3 separate regions of the Zea mays genome follow, and all the other regions are linked to region 3. A link is a contact called in public Hi-C data. All regions are on one chromosome and are shown on one strand. The core of a region is the stretch at or near the end of the contact, and the rest is flanking DNA. Distances in the headings are between cores, read along the strand shown. Region 1 holds the start of LOC100381598. Region 2 holds the start of LOC103646418 (auxin response factor 9). Region 3 holds the start of LOC100217235 (RR1-Corn type-A response regulator).

Region 1 (3,187 bases), core at 240-2,739, 190 kb before region 3:
GTAGGGTCCACAGGATAACCCGAACGGGCGAAGTAAACATGAGCATACAAAGAGCCATTATGCTTGAGAGCCTGTAACAGTACATACACAAAATTTAAAAGAAATAGACCATAAATGCATGAAATAATGTTTAATGTTACTGCAGTTAGTAGCCTACCTCTGACGGATAGTACGTTAATGACCGTGTTCTAGTACTGGTAGGTCCCCAGACTGCATATGGTATGTTTGCCTCGTGCCAAATAAGTGCATCCTCATTAGCAAAATCGTTGAACTTCTCGTTCTCTGACAAATACATCCACATATCCTGCAGCAAAATAGCCACAATGCACTTGGTGTTTATAGAAATTCAAAAATGGCTACTGGCCCAGGGAAGGCCTAACGAATGAACTCTGCACTATACATTTTGTCGAATATGCTGATACTACAGCAACAAAATCCACATGGTACAATTACAGAGTTTGAAAACTGAATCCAACAGCCAACCTTGAACACACCAAACCTAATCTAAACAACTAGGAGATATTTCCATTCCAGCATAAACATAACGAACAACCCCTCCTCTGTCCCAAATAGATTATTCAAAAGTCAAAACCCTAGCTTAAACACTACAAAAGTTCTAAACATAAAGTCACCAATAGCACTGCACCTACATGTTCACACAACTTGCTGAATTCAGCAGCAGCATGTCATGACCAAAGTTCACAAAACTTCTAGGGTTTATACTATTTCTGAAAAAATCATTAGCAACAATCAGCTTAGCCTCCTGAGATCCAATTAACACACCCAAAGCGCTATCCTTTTTTATCACAATAAAAGGAATGTTGGTGATGCAGAACACCAATATGAGGTGATCACTAGGCCTGAAAATATCTCCCTTGCACTCGAACAAGTAAAAACAAACGCTTCTGCGTCCGCTAAGTAGTCAATTCCTCTTGCGAACAGCACCCATGAGTGCCCCTAACAACTACAGCTTCCGGATCACAGCAACCAAAGGAAAGGTCAGACAATTAAATCCTAAAATTACCTTGACATCAGAACAAACATAACCAAACTACCCGCACTACAGAACCTAAACCCACTGACGAGCAAGCCGCGATCGACCTAAGACGCATCTTCGAACCGAAATCTCGCAAGATGGCCGAGGACGTTCTCACCATTGGCTCGCCCTTCTGGAAGAGGTTGGACATGAGCATCCCGGGGTCCGCGGGTGGGCGCTTGGGCCCGAAGAACTTGGACGCAAAGTACCAGAACACCGCCATCCGCACGATGCCTGCGATGCTCTGCCCCAGGCCGCCCTGGCGCCCCGCGGGGCCGCGACCCTGCGGCTGCGCCGCCGCGGCCACCGTCGCCGCCGGCTGCGACATGGCCGCCGGCGAAACTGGATCGGAGCCGAGGAGGGGCGCCTAGATGGGACTGTAGAGGAGGTTTTTCGGTTTGTGTTTTTCTCGATTGCGTGATGCGTTCGGAATTTTTAACCGGGGGCGGTTTTGCGTTACTTTACATCTGATTTTACAGATAAGGGCGTCAGTTGTTCCGTAATTGACTCCCTGTTCTGTTTGTGCTGCCAGCGGTTGGCCCGTTGCCGATTGGCTTTGTGCTTTGGAGTAATTCTTGAGGACTTCGGGGCCTGTTAGAGATGGAAGCACAATATGTGCTGCAGCTGGGATTTGCATAACGAGGCATGTGGCCATCCTGATGGGAAGCAAAATGCTAGACGTACACGTACCACTGTGGCAGTGGCAGCTCCTGAAAAGCAAAGTATTGCCGACTCGAATAAATAAAAATAATTGAAGTGACATTATTACATACAGAGAAAATAAGTGTAGCTATGGTATTTATACCGGTAAAACTTTCTTAAATTAATTAGCAATATTTGTATCTAAAAATAAGTTTATTATAAAATTAAATTCAACGGTCTATCTACTAGTTATATATTATAAATATTAATGTTTTATACTCCATCTATTCACAAGTATATTACGCGGTTGATTTTTTCAAAAGATTAATCACTCATTTTATTTGAAATGTAAAATGTTAAGTCACGCTTGATAAAATAAATTATAACAAAATAAATGATATGTCATGTTTTTTAGTAAGCCGAATGATTACAATTTTGGGGAAAAGTCAAGTAGAGAGTATATATTTGGTCAAAGTTAAAAATATTTACTTCTCAAAAAGCGTGAACGATATTTGGAACAGAGAAAGTACATTAAGATTAATGTTCCAATGTTTGCCTCCTCACTCGGTAGCACCCTTTATGGCGTGTATAGAGGTTTAGGTGATATTAATAGTTTAGGAGAGGTATCACGTATAATTTTATCTAACCTGAAAGAAAATTACAAAGACATCGTCTAGTAAGTATGAGAAAAAACTTTCTTAGTGTTAGTTTGGAAACTCTATTTTTCCAGTAAAAAATAACTAATTTCTCTTGAAAGATATAAAACCCTTGGAAAAAATTAGGTTTCTAAACTAGCCCTTAGACAACTTTCGCACTATAGAGGTATCGTCTATTGTATTACATATGAACACATATCATTCAACAATTGAATACTCTTTAGACTACTATATTCACATAGTCGCTTGTCTATTACTATAGAGTATCTGGTTAACACGGTATTGTCTTAAAGATTATGGTTGCCTGAACAATTATACATATCCTTATGTATATAACAACAGGTAGTGCAAAAATGTGTACATCTTACCTTATGCTACAGAATATCGTATCTTGGCTAAATTGGATGCACCTTAGTAGAAACATAAATATAAAATGTATGGGATCGAATCATCATCACAAAAAAGGACATGCGATTCATCACATTAGGAAGACAGGCACCATCTTTTGTTTTCAAACTCTCAAGCGTTACTCTATGGTAAACTATAGGTTTATATTTATGTTATGGGTTGCAGAGGCCGTCCTTAACATATGCACAGTTCTTCCTCTTGTTTATCTGGGAATTGAAGAACACTTATATCTTTTCCAGTGAGAGGTTATTCATTCAGTGAGTGATTCATCCAACATCTAGTGACAAAAAAATGATGGTCCACATATATATGGAGGTTACTCCTGAAAGTCTGCAATTGCCCTAACACTCCTTTTTATCACAACTCGTCACCCTTTTTCAATGAACATTCAATCACATAAGGTTATTCCCAGTCCAAAGTATTATACTCAAATATCCAAGAATGT
Region 2 (2,821 bases), core at 145-2,644, 150 kb before region 3:
GGGCACGAGCACGACCCGTTTAAGGCGGGCACGAAAAGACCCATATAGAGGCATGAAAAGGCCCATATATTTATTAAAACACACTTCATTCCACACTTCCATATACTTGATAAAAAAACACAAAGCTAGAGATAATGCTAGTTAGATGTTTTTTGTATCTTTGAATTAGAGTGTGTGATGTAATTTTAATTTTGTTATGAACATTAGACAATAAACTGAACTTATGAACTTTGTATAGAGCTGATTATACTCTTTTTTATTCTAACAAAATGATTTATAAACGAGGTAGTCATTGCATAGCTGTGGTAACTTTAATACAAATATTAAGTTTAATTTTGTTCAAATTTATTTGTCTTATCTTTGTTTTATTATTTTTTTGAATTTAGGGCTCTAATGTGAATTTCGGGCCAAAAACTGAATTTCGGGCCAAAAATTGAATTTCGGGCCCTAATGTGAATTTCGGGCCAAAAATTGAATTTCGGGCTTTTATAATTTCGGGCCGCCCGAAATAAGCCTGGCACGTTTAAGCAATTACGGGCCGGGCCGTGGGCCGAGGGCGAGGCCCATGAGCCGGCCCGGCACGGCCCGAAATTTAAACGGGCCGAGCCGGCCCGAAATTCAAACAATACGGGCCTTTTCGGGCTTGGGCCGGGCCGGGCCAGGCGGCCCGAATGTACACCTATAGCCCTAGGCATTTAGTAGGCCTAGCTCGTAGCACGGGCCTACCTGCCAGCGGGCGCGGGTCGGCGCTCAGTTGAGCAGCCTGACGGCCGGCAGCAGACGACGCCTGCCGCTGCCGGCCATGGTACGCGTCGTCGAGCGCAGCACCGGCCACGCATGCTGCGTCGTTACTACTGTTACCAGCGGCTACATACACGGCTCCTAGTACTAGTACTACTTCCTACTCCTACTTGTTGTAGCAGCAGCATATAGCACGGTGGTCCGTGGTCAGTGGAGTAGCCACAGCCCACAGTCCACAGACAGGGCCCCGGGCGGCCAGGCCCCGTCGGTACGTACCGTCGTCCTGTCTGTCTGTGGCTCGATCTCGAGAACGAGAGGCCCCAGTCGCGCCCATGTGAGCGTGCCCAGGCTCGCTCGATGCCCGCCCGCCTCGTGGCTCAGGCCAGGCCGTGCGGGCAAGCGCCGGGGAGACAGGCCGGATCGGCATGGCCCACGCCGCGCCGCGCCGGCCCCGTCCGGGCAGCGTCGGGCGCGGGGAGGTGACAGCACGAGACGGGGCGCGTGGGTGGGGGCACTCCACGCTCGCCCGTACGGGTACGTATCAGCGCTGGCCGGGCAGGAAAGATTCGCGCTCGCGCCGTGGGTGGGGGCAGGACGGAAGATGCAGGAGCAGCGCGCGTACGGCAATGCGTGCATCGGCCTTGGCCTGGGTGGGTGGTCCGGCCGTCCGGGTGGGGGCGCCATCCGTAGCCAGCCACTCGCCCGTGAAAGCTTTTACTTCTACGGAAAGAACCGAGGCGCGGCCCGCGGGCGCCAACCTGTTCCCACCCATGTAGCCACCCCCCACCCACCCACACCACACACACACCCACCGCGCGCAGCGCAGTCCATCCATCCACGCACACGCGCACCCGTCCCTCTCGGCGCCCCTCTCCCCCCTCCTCCACTCCGCTGCTGCCTGCTTGCCTCCTCCTTGCCGCCGCGACCGCGACCGCCGTTCGCTGTCGAGGCCAGAGGAGAGGAGTGGTCAAGTCCGAGGCCACCTGCCCAGGCTCAGACCTCCCCCGCCACAACGCGAGCCGCATCGCCTCGTCTCCTCCACGCCATACACGCCCGCCTTCCCTTCCCCGGCGACCAGGACCCCTCGCCCGCGGCGCCAGCGAGCTCCCCCGGCCAGTCGTAGGCCTCCCGGAGCTCAGCACGCACGCAGGTGGGTCCAGTGAGGCCTGGTTGTGCGCGTTCCTGCGGGCGTCGTCGGGGCAGATCCATGGAACTCAGCCGCCCGCAGCGCGGATAGTACTGCACTTGTGCACCAGCCACCAGCGGATCGCCAGGACTGCCCACCTGCTGCTGCTTGTGTCGCTAGCCATTTTTCGGGCGTCTGGCTTGGAGGATATGGCCGCGGCGATGGACGCGCCCAACCCTGGAGCGGCTGCTGGCCCAGGTTCGGATTCCTGTCTCTAGCAACTAGCAGTCTAGCTGCTGAATTTTCTCGCTCCTATACTGCTGCCCTGTACTTGCAAGCTATGCCTTCTTTGAATCCGCTGCGGCTTCGCTAAAATTGGCTTGCGCGAAACTGAGGCACTCAAGTCACTGGGGCCTGGATGGGGTCGAGTTGGTTGGGTGGACTTTAGTAGTTGACTAATTTCTGTGGAGAAACGTCGCGGAATTCTCATGATTTCAGTTGGCATCAGTAAGTGGAGATTTTAGGGGAACCAACAATTTTCCTTAATATTTGGCTTGCCAACTCTCGATGATTCGTTTAGATCGTTATCTGTCAAGCGTCGACAGTGTGGTTTCATATTTTGACCACGTTTCTCCTTGTACAGAGGCATGCGTGTCACACCAAGTTCTCAAATGGGGGAAAAACTTTGGATCTGGGACCTATTACATATCTGGATCTGTTACTTTAGTGTCTGCTATATGTGGCTAGTTTAGCACCAGTATTGTTGCTTCTCGAACAGGGTATTTTGACGTGGTAGATCCATGCACTCCGGTTCAGTTTGCAACTTTGTATTCTTCGTAATGGTTCAGATAGCTCATGATTAGTATTTACAAAAATCAGAACTATACAACAGAGCAACATAACTATTTCTGTACGTTCTGTATTTGCTCTGATGACACATCGATGCGAATTAAT
Region 3 (3,258 bases), core at 686-3,185:
CTTATCTTTTTTTCTTTTTTTTATTGAATACTACTAATCGACCAACTCTGCCAGGGAAAACAAAGAACCGGTGCTGAAAAGAGGAGAACGACTAGGTTGGTTGGCTCACCGGCTGATCCTCTGGGGCTCGTCTTCTGACGACATGACGATGACAGGGATCGGCTTCAGCGGGTTCAGCGCCTGCGAAGTTTAGGGGTAATTTGCAGCGAGTGAGGTTGGGACACATGCAGAAATTAAGCGAACGCATCCTACAGAAAATGCCGCGGTGACAGATCTTGCATTGCAGCAGCGGCAAAAGTACCTTGATGGCCTTGAGCAGGTCGTAGCCGGTCATCTCTGGCATGCAGTAGTCCGTGAGCACCATGTCGATGGCCTGCTCCTGCAAAGTGTCGCAAGTTTGGCTTAGCTCAACATTTTTAATAAGGTGGTAATAATAAATAAATAAATAAAGAAAGAACTGAACTGTTTGAGGCACAGAAATTTAAGGTAAAAAAAAGGGAGCCCTGAAAGAAAAAGAAAAGGAAAGGTAAAGTAAAGGAGCCCAGAGTGTAGGCACCATACTGTCCCTAGTTCCCTGCTACGCTCTCCCCATCCCGTGCTGAGCTTTTACAGGACATGCCAAAATCAAGACTCATATTTAACCACTGCCGCTGCCTCTAATGCGGCCGTAACACTGTCATAAAGCATTCTATATTAGCTCACTAGTATTAGGGCAGCAGCAGCACTATATAAACAAAAACGCAGCTCTGTGGAGAGGCAGCAGCAGTGAGCCAGTGAGAGCATGTGGGAGTGTGGGCTGTGGGCGTAAGACGGACGGCACGGCAGGTTTTTTTTCTTTTGCTTTACCGCCATGAAAAGCGGCGACCTTTTGCTTCCAAAAGGGGGGCGGAGAACAGAAGCCGTCACGCGCGCATGCGCAGACGGCAGACGGACGCGTGGGCCGTACGGTACGGCGCGGCCGGCGGCGCTGGGCCGGCAGGTGGTGCAGGAGCCCATGCTGCCATGCACCCTCTCTGTGTGAGCTCCAACTGGAGTACCCGCCGTCCTTGAGCACCCTCTCTGTGTCAGCTCCAGCTGGAGCACCCTCTCTGTGTGATCGGTTTGCTAATTCTACTACTAATCCTGCGCTGGTGTACGTATCCGCCTTCAGGCAAAGCTCGGCGGATGGTCTCTGACTCTGAAATGAGCATCGAGGAGGGAGGCAGAGGCAGGTGGTTCGGCTCTGGTTACCTTGCCGCCGTCCTTGAGGCCGAGGAACTCCATCGCCTTCTTGGCGCTGTCGACGGCGATGACTGGATGAAACATTGTTACACGAGCTGTTTAGAATTTGATTCTAAAACACGGCGAAAGAATCGATAAGAAAGAAAATTGGGAGGAGGTGTGGCTGTGTGAGCTCAGCTCACAGGAGATGTGGCTGACCGTGGAATGAGCCGGCGCAGGAGTTGCTGCTGAGGAGCAGCTGCGCCACGCGGCGGTCGACGGGGGAGTCGTCCACCAGCAGCACCCTCATCACCCCCTCCGCTCCTGCTCCTCCTGCTTCCATCTCCGTCGGCCGCTCTCGCTCGTCTCTCGTCGCTACCCCTCGGCTCCTCTGCTTCAGTGTCCCTCTGCTCTTTCTCTCCAGACGGCGCGGCGGCAGTGCCAGCGTCTCAGGCGTCAGCAACAAAAGATTCTTCTCTACTTGTGGGTGGCAAGGGAGATGGTTGCCGGCCGCGTGCTCTTATAAAGCGTGACGCCACAGGTGGCCACAGGTCGAGGACGAAGGAAGAGAGAGAGAGGGGGTGATGAAGACGAGGAGCGAGGAGGCGGCAAACCTCTGACGGCTAGTAGGACAGGGCCGGGGAGGTGGAGGTATAGTATGGTGTCAGGACTCAGGCAGGCAGGCAGGCAGGCCGCAGGCGTGTGTGATGACTGATGAAGGAGGAGAGCGGGAAGAGAGGGAGGGACTAGGGAGACACTGTCTGAAGAACGAAAGAAGAGAACGAAGGGGAGGCGCGCGGGCCCCACACGCTCGCCCAGTGGGTCCCGCAGCAAGGGTGGCTGGCGGGGCACGGGAATTGCTTTCCCCTCTAGATTTTGCTGTCGGGGAATCTCTCCACACACCACCCTCCCTCCTAGTCCCCTCAACCTTCGGCTCTTTTTCTTCATCCCTCCAACCTTTTTTTCCGTCTCATCATTTTCGCCCCTTCTCTTTCTTGATCGCCAGAAAGATTATGCGGCAATAAAATCCGACTTCGGGCTAGGTGCCCTTTGCTGCTTTTTAAAGAAACAATGGCAAAAAAAAAAGGCCATGCATGGTTGCAACTCAACTAGTTATAATCTATACTCTAATAGGGTGTTTGGTTTGAGTAATAAGTTAGTCCATCATATTTTCACTCTTCACTATAGATATATTCGTTTCAGCTTTGTTTCTAGCAGGCTGCTCTGAATAGGCTTGGCAATGGGGCGGGTTCGGGTCGGGTCCCCGCGGTTTTAGACCCGACGGTGTTCGGGGCGGGTTTAAATTTTTACCCGCGGGGCCATGGTTTCGGGGACCCGGATTAATTCGGTTTCGGGGTGGTTCTATATTTTCACCCGTGGGTTTTTTTGCGGGGACCCGAAACCCGTAGTAAAGAGTCAGCCCACTAATTGAAACTAGCCAGCCTAGCCCCACATTGAAAACCCTAGCACCGTAGCGGTAGTGCCCACCGCCAATCGGCCACCAACCCACGCTGCCGCCTGCCGCAGTGCCACGCACAAGCACAAACGCACGCAGTCGCTCTCGCTCGCCTTCGCCTCACCGGCCACCGCCCTCGCGTTTGCGCGTCACTCCGCGAGACCGCGACCGCGTCTCCGGGCTCCGGCTCTGCGCGTCACGCCGTCACCTGCTACGTGTCACTCGGTCACCGACTCACCGCGTCTGCGGCTCTGCGCGGCGCGCCTGCGCCTGACTGCCTCCGCCTCCGGCCTCCGCTCGGCGGCGCTCGTCCCTCACGGCCTCACCCAGTCACCGCAACCTCTCCCTCGGCGCCGGCGGCTTAGACCTTGGCCTCCCTCGTCCGGCCTCCGCTCGCCGCCTCGCCCCTCGGCCCCTCAGTGACTCCTGTTGGTGACAGGTAAGTATAGCAGTATAGATTAGTATAGATTAGTTATGCAGCTAGTAGTTCTTAGGGTCCCTTTAACTTTTTGCATTTTTTCAGAATATTAGGGTGAAGTGAAATGTCGACTCCAGGTACTAGTAGTTCTCATGCTCCTACAACCGGAGCAGCTATTGGATCT

The links. A called contact is a pair of places that touch in the nucleus more often than the background predicts.
Region 1: a contact with region 3 is called in a Hi-C map of leaf, with 8 times the contacts expected there. The contact joins the promoter of LOC100381598 here to the promoter of LOC100217235 in region 3. A contact is called at or near these places in 3 of 25 Hi-C or Micro-C datasets (ear, leaf and tassel).
Region 2: a contact with region 3 is called in a Hi-C map of leaf, with 5 times the contacts expected there. The contact joins the promoter of LOC103646418 here to the promoter of LOC100217235 in region 3. A contact is called at or near these places in 3 of 25 Hi-C or Micro-C datasets (bundle sheath, leaf and leaf mesophyll).

The regions. Positions count from the first base shown.
Region 1 is chr2:49,433,269-49,436,455 of Zm-B73-REFERENCE-NAM-5.0, reverse strand. It overlaps LOC100381598, which reads right to left and starts at 1,489. Exons shown (of 12, transcript NM_001329499.1): 1 at 1,155-1,489; 2 at 158-304; 3 at 1-71. The coding sequence starts at 1,364.
Region 2 is chr2:49,392,460-49,395,280 of Zm-B73-REFERENCE-NAM-5.0, reverse strand. LOC103646418 (auxin response factor 9) reads left to right here and starts at 1,394. Exons shown (of 14, transcript XM_008671153.3): 1 at 1,394-2,125. The coding sequence starts at 2,077.
Region 3 is chr2:49,243,341-49,246,598 of Zm-B73-REFERENCE-NAM-5.0, reverse strand. LOC100217235 (RR1-Corn type-A response regulator) reads right to left here and starts at 1,935. Exons shown (of 6, transcript NM_001143590.1): 1 at 1,420-1,935; 2 at 1,231-1,292; 3 at 302-379; 4 at 110-180. The coding sequence starts at 1,543.